Linked DNA regions of Mus musculus: region 1 is linked to region 2. A link is a contact called in public HiChIP or PLAC-seq data. All regions are on one chromosome and are shown on one strand. The core of a region is the stretch at or near the end of the contact, and the rest is flanking DNA. Distances in the headings are between cores, read along the strand shown.

Region 1 (2,700 bases), core at 125-2,624, 54 kb after region 2:
AAACAAGGGCCATGGGCTATTCTTCAGACACATCCAGAGAACAGGGAGTATTTTGTTATTTTAACTAGAATGCAACCTCTGGAGGTCCTTCTGGTAGACATCAATCTTTTACAGTTTACAGCCCATAATGATATATGGGGGGATGTGAGAATACAGTGTGTCAGAGAGTCCCTTGTACCAAATAGGAAGACAGACCGAACTTTAATCTTTAGAGCAAGAAAAATGCATCCTTTTTGCTGTGGAATTAAAAGGGGATGAGCAAATTGTAAGTGATTTTTTAAAGCATACAATAAGACTTCCAGCCCAATTCATGGGGGGGGGGTAATTGGTACTTCACATCAGTATTTTTCATGAACTATTTGAAAAACAGAGAAAAATGTGTTATTTCTCTGGAGCCACATCCCACTGTTCTTCAAAGCATATTGCTGAGGAATAAATAATCATTCCCCACTGGTGATTGGCACATTGAGCAACTTTGTGTTGGGCAAAATGTATCAGAAAGCCAACAGTTGATTTTGGACCTAATATATCCAGAGTCCTTGGAGTGAAGAAAAATTTTAAAAGATGCCACACCCTCTAGAGGAGGGTCACACTCAAAAGTGTCTGTTGACTCTGGGGGACAGGAGTAGGGTCCTGTGTAGATAAAAACCCTGACTGTGCCCACAGGGACATTGTATTTCTTGACTGCATTTGGAACTTCACTTCCTTAGTTCCAATACAGTGAAACACATCTGTGACATTTACCCTTAAATTAGATGAAAAATGATCTCAGGACAAACTAATTTGTTGGAAAATGCTGTGTGTTCCTGGTGTTTCTCATCTTCGTGGGAAAAGTTGGAAACCTAAGTAAAACGATTCCCATCCCCTGTGGGGGAGAAGGGGGACAGAGCAGAGCCTGCCAAGGTAATGTGTTGTAGATTGCGTATGGAAGGGAGGTTAACTATCTCAGAGACAAATATTTTGTTATTTCTTGGCAGAAGGTTGAGGAGTGGGCGTTTGAAGTTAATGCCCTGAGTCCTGCTTCTAAATGTTTCCATGTCCTTCTGGCAGCCATGTGATATTAAAATCTTCAGTAAATTAAGTAAATGAGTAAAACATGTTCCATAATGAGATGGGGACAGGCTTCATGAATTATTCCTTCCACCCATGAAAATATCACCAGGTAACCTGCAGAACACATCTTGGTCTCTTGTGTTTCTTCTTTAGAACTAAAAAAATCCAAAGACTACATCAGGGCATAAGGATAGCCAGTGACTTATTCATCATGTTCATGTTCTTTCAGAAAATACCCTATTTCAGTATCTATCTCTATGGGGGCGCAGACTTATAGTTCTGGAACACCAGAGCTTTCTCTTCCTGTGAATCAACTCTCCTGTAGCTGCAACTTCCTCATCTGTGAACTATCCCGAGCTGGCAGGTGGTGGAGGTGCCCATGTTACTAGCTCATGGGATTTACTGCCTCCACATTCCTGTTTCTCCTCCCTGCCAACCTACAGATCAGATCTCTGAAGATCTGATGTAGATCTATAGATAAAGATCTCAGTGAAGCTAAGAAGCAGGCATGTTTGGCTGCTGTGCACTTTGAAGCTATTTTTATGCTTTCTAGCTTTCTCAGGAAGTTGCCCAGGGGCTCAGACTCAACTTAAGTGCAGCTAGGATCTGGGAACCTGCTTACAAAGCTCTCAGTTGCTGAGTGCCCACATTCTTGTCTTGCTTCAGATTTGCATTGTCATGCTTACCCAGAAGTTTGAAAAGCATCCCAAATTGTGAGCCTTCTAGATGGCAAAACCAACATCTTCATTGCATCAGTTCCTGTGGTCATGGCTCTCAATACAGAGATGGGCCTGCCTAGCTGTTCTTCCTGCGGCTCAGTTAGCATCCAACTTCCTGACCCAAGCCAAAGCATGAGCACGACCTTCTAGAAACTGATACTCAACCTAACAGCCAACTATATGCCAGTTATATGACCTATGATCTTGCTCTCTTCTCCCTATACTATCTTCCTACTTCATCATAGTTGAGGGGCCTTGTCTAGACTGATCCAGTAAAAATCATCCTCATGGTATCAAGGAATTTGCATGTGTATACTCAAAGGAAGAGAGAGATTGGGGGCAAGGATGTGGCTTCAGTCCCTGAAGTCTTGAGGTCCAGCACTGCATAAATTTGGTGTGCTGAATCTTAGAGTCAGCCTTGGCTATATAGCAAATTCAAAGCCAGCTTGGGCTACATGAGATCTTGTCTGATAGACAATACATAGTGATCATGTGTTACCCTACTCTAAGTTACTCTACATTGTATAAAACAGTGGTCTACTTTTAATGATGGTTCTTTAGTTGTGTTGGGATAGCAGCAGGTGGCACAACCTAGCAGGAACAGCCAGGTAGGAGGGATTTGGACTAGCAGGAACATCAGGAGCAGTTCTCAGCTGTGCCTCTTGATGAAGTGAAGTGCTGCACAGATAGCTCTATAAAGCAAGCCCAGCCAAGCCCGGCCTCAATCACTGTCTGAGGAGTACTACTTATACTCCCTTCAAATTATATATGTCCTGCACAGGTCTTGCCTCATCATGTGCCTTGTGTCAGCACCTTAGTCTCACTTAGCAATACTCCACCTGAGTCTGTATCAGCTGACATCACTCTGCCAATCAACCTGAGTCCACAGAAGTGGCAAGAGTCCTCCAAGCACACCACCAGAAGATTT
Region 2 (2,700 bases), core at 132-2,631:
TATTTTCAGTCCAGGTTACAAGGAAAAATAATGGTAAACTCAATGAGGAAATTATTCTCTTAAAAGTTAATATAAAAGCTGGAGTGATATCTCAGAGGTAAGAGCATTTGCTGCTCTTTCAGAGTACCCAGGTTCAGTACCTAACACCCAGGAGTCTAAGACCTCTTCTTACCTCCGCAGGCAACTATATGTGTGTGGTGCACATGCATACTCACTTAGGCACAACAACATGATAAAATTGTATATGTGTGTGTGTATATATATATGTATATATATATATATATATATATATATATATATTTACATACATCACAGATATATAATATTACATATGTTCTATATATTACAAATATATACACACAATTGTATATACATATCACCATCTAGAAACTATTGTTGCTAGTGGTGAATGATCTTATTCACATGATTTCACGGGCATAAGCAGAGAATCAAGCTGGAGAAAATAGAAATTGACTTAAAATTTTTTCAAAGCACAGTCTCCCTCTGTAATCAAGTCTAGCTCAAAACTGAATATATAGTCCAAGTATCCTGGTCCAAGTTCTCCTCTTGCCACACCCTTCTGAGTACTGAAATTACAGGTGTGAGCCACTACAGTCTGTTGGAAAACACGTTTTGAAATGCTATTCCCTTTTAAACATAAAGGTCCTGCCGATGAAGATGAAGCGGGACTGTGGAAGACACCGGTTCTGCTAAATCCAGCCAGAAGCAACCACCACAAATGTTTAAAGTCAATCAGACCAGCCATTAGATGTCATGTAAATAATGAAAGGGAGGAAGACGAACTAGCTTAGATCATAAATAATGAAAGGGAAAATATCAACTGACTGAAATTTTCATCCCTCTCCAGCCCCTGTGATTAGAGACAGACGTTTCTGTCCACAACGTCTTAGGAAATTCTAATGTCACATCTTCTGTCAATTATCATTTTTGTTTTAATTTTAAGAAATAAAAATCTGGGAGGTTTTTCTTTCTAGTCAAATGAAGATCAGAAAACCCATGTCTGTCCTGGACTTACAATCCCAATTAAAATAAATATACACCCTGATTAAAAGTACAGGGCTAATGACTAACTCAGACTTAATAATTGTAAATAAATTGTCATTTTGACATGGAAAATTTTTTAAACCATTTTTATTATGGAAATATATCCTAAGATCCTGGGCAGAATTTATTTGATATGTTAAGTAGATTACTAGCCCTAGAACTTCCTGAGATTCTTTTGTTGTTTTACTTATAGAAACACGGGAGCGGAAATGGGTATTGAGTGAGAAAAATGAACCAAGAGAGATAGATGTAAAGCCAAGAGGAAGTGCTGCCTCCGCATAACACACCCCAGGCTGACTACACAGGAACAGACCTGATACTTCTCTTAGGCTGACTTTTAGATTGTGTAGTTTGAGTGAAATGCCTCTTATCCCCCATAGTCTTAAGCATTTGGATACTTAGTCCCTAGTTTGTGGAGGTGGTTGGGAGGGTTTATGATGTATGACTGGCTAGAGGAAGTTTGTCAAGGGTTTTGAGGTTTCAAAAGCCACATGCTACTCCTACTGTACTCTCTCCTTCCTGCTTATAGATCAAGATCTCCAGCCCCAGCTCCAGCTCCAGCTCCAGCTCCAGCTCCAGCTCCAGCTCCAGCTCCAGCTCCAGCTCCATGCTTTGCTGGCTGCCATACTCCTTTACCACAATGGTGATGTACTCTTCTCTCTCTAAAATCACAATCTCAAAATGAGCCCAACAATAGAAAAGTAACTATGACATTTACTTTTTGTCTATCTGTCTTCTCTCTCTCTCTCTCTCTCTCTCTCTCTCTCTCTCTCTCTCTCTCTCTTGTTTATTTGGTTGGTTGGTTGAGTTTTGCTTTGTCTTGTTGACACCCTGGTTGTGCTGTGTCAAGGAGAACTTCTCTGGTCATGGATACTTGGAGTTCTGTTTACCTCTTGTGTTTGGACAATTCCTTGTTTCCCTAAGTTTTGGGGGTATTCTGCTGTAATTACATTAGCTGGTCTGTGTATTCTATGTGATTCTTTCTTCTACACCATGAATTCTCAGGTTCAACCTCTTGAGTGCATCTTAGATTTTTTTTTGTAAATATTTTTGTGTTCCTTTCTGTTTTTCCCCTTGTATATGTCTGTTTAAATTACTTCTTTGTCTTTGTCCTCCATCCTTGGAATTCACTCTTTTGCATGGTCTTGTTTCTTAGTGATATTATTTACTGCAGTTTTATTTCATGCACCCATTCTTTGTTTTAAGTATTTCTGTTTGGTCCCTTTTCAGTCTTCTTGACGTCTTTTTCCTCCATTTGGACTTTCATATCCAATTTTCTGTTATGTTCATTTTGAAGAATCTATGAAGGGGTCTGATATACATTCCTGTAATTCATGTATCTGCTTGTTTGGATCTTACAATCTTTACTATAAGACTTGAAATTTTTGAATCTATATGATCATTAAGTCTTTTAAAAAGTGTCAGCCTGATTTTTTTCTTAGATACTTGAGCTGTCTCTGAAGTTTCAGATTCCATTATAACAAAGTGGTGGCTGTGTCATGTTGGAGTAAGTTTTGATTAGCCATTTTATTCTGAGCCTATTTGAATATCTCCTACAACATTTTCTAGAGGGACAGCTGTACAACGTCAGCCACAGGGACTAGTGAAATTTGGGGGATTAGTAAGGAGAGTCAA

Evidence for each region. HiChIP or PLAC-seq counts read pairs in DNA pulled down with a chosen protein or histone mark.
Region 1: a CTCF HiChIP or PLAC-seq map of CD8 T cells shows a contact between it and region 2, with 8 read pairs. The contact joins two enhancer-like sites. A contact is called at or near these places in 2 of 15 datasets of contacts at CTCF or cohesin (CD8 T cells and the NIH/3T3 cell line) and 2 of 484 Hi-C or Micro-C datasets (CD4 T cells and nephron progenitors).

Annotation. Positions count from the first base shown.
Region 1 is chr8:128,200,912-128,203,611 of GRCm38.p6, forward strand. No RefSeq gene overlaps it. Among named protein-coding and RNA genes, the nearest start is that of Mir21c, 76 kb to the right of the region's middle. Within about 2 kb of position 1,375, at least 51 of the 459 cell types and tissues checked have an H3K27ac peak or open chromatin away from gene starts, as enhancers often do. A contact at or near this core is called in CD8 T cells, where this site is marked.
Region 2 is chr8:128,147,195-128,149,894 of GRCm38.p6, forward strand. No RefSeq gene overlaps it. Among named protein-coding and RNA genes, the nearest start is that of Mir21c, 130 kb to the right of the region's middle. Within about 2 kb of position 1,382, at least 34 of the 459 cell types and tissues checked have an H3K27ac peak or open chromatin away from gene starts, as enhancers often do. A contact at or near this core is called in CD8 T cells, where this site is marked.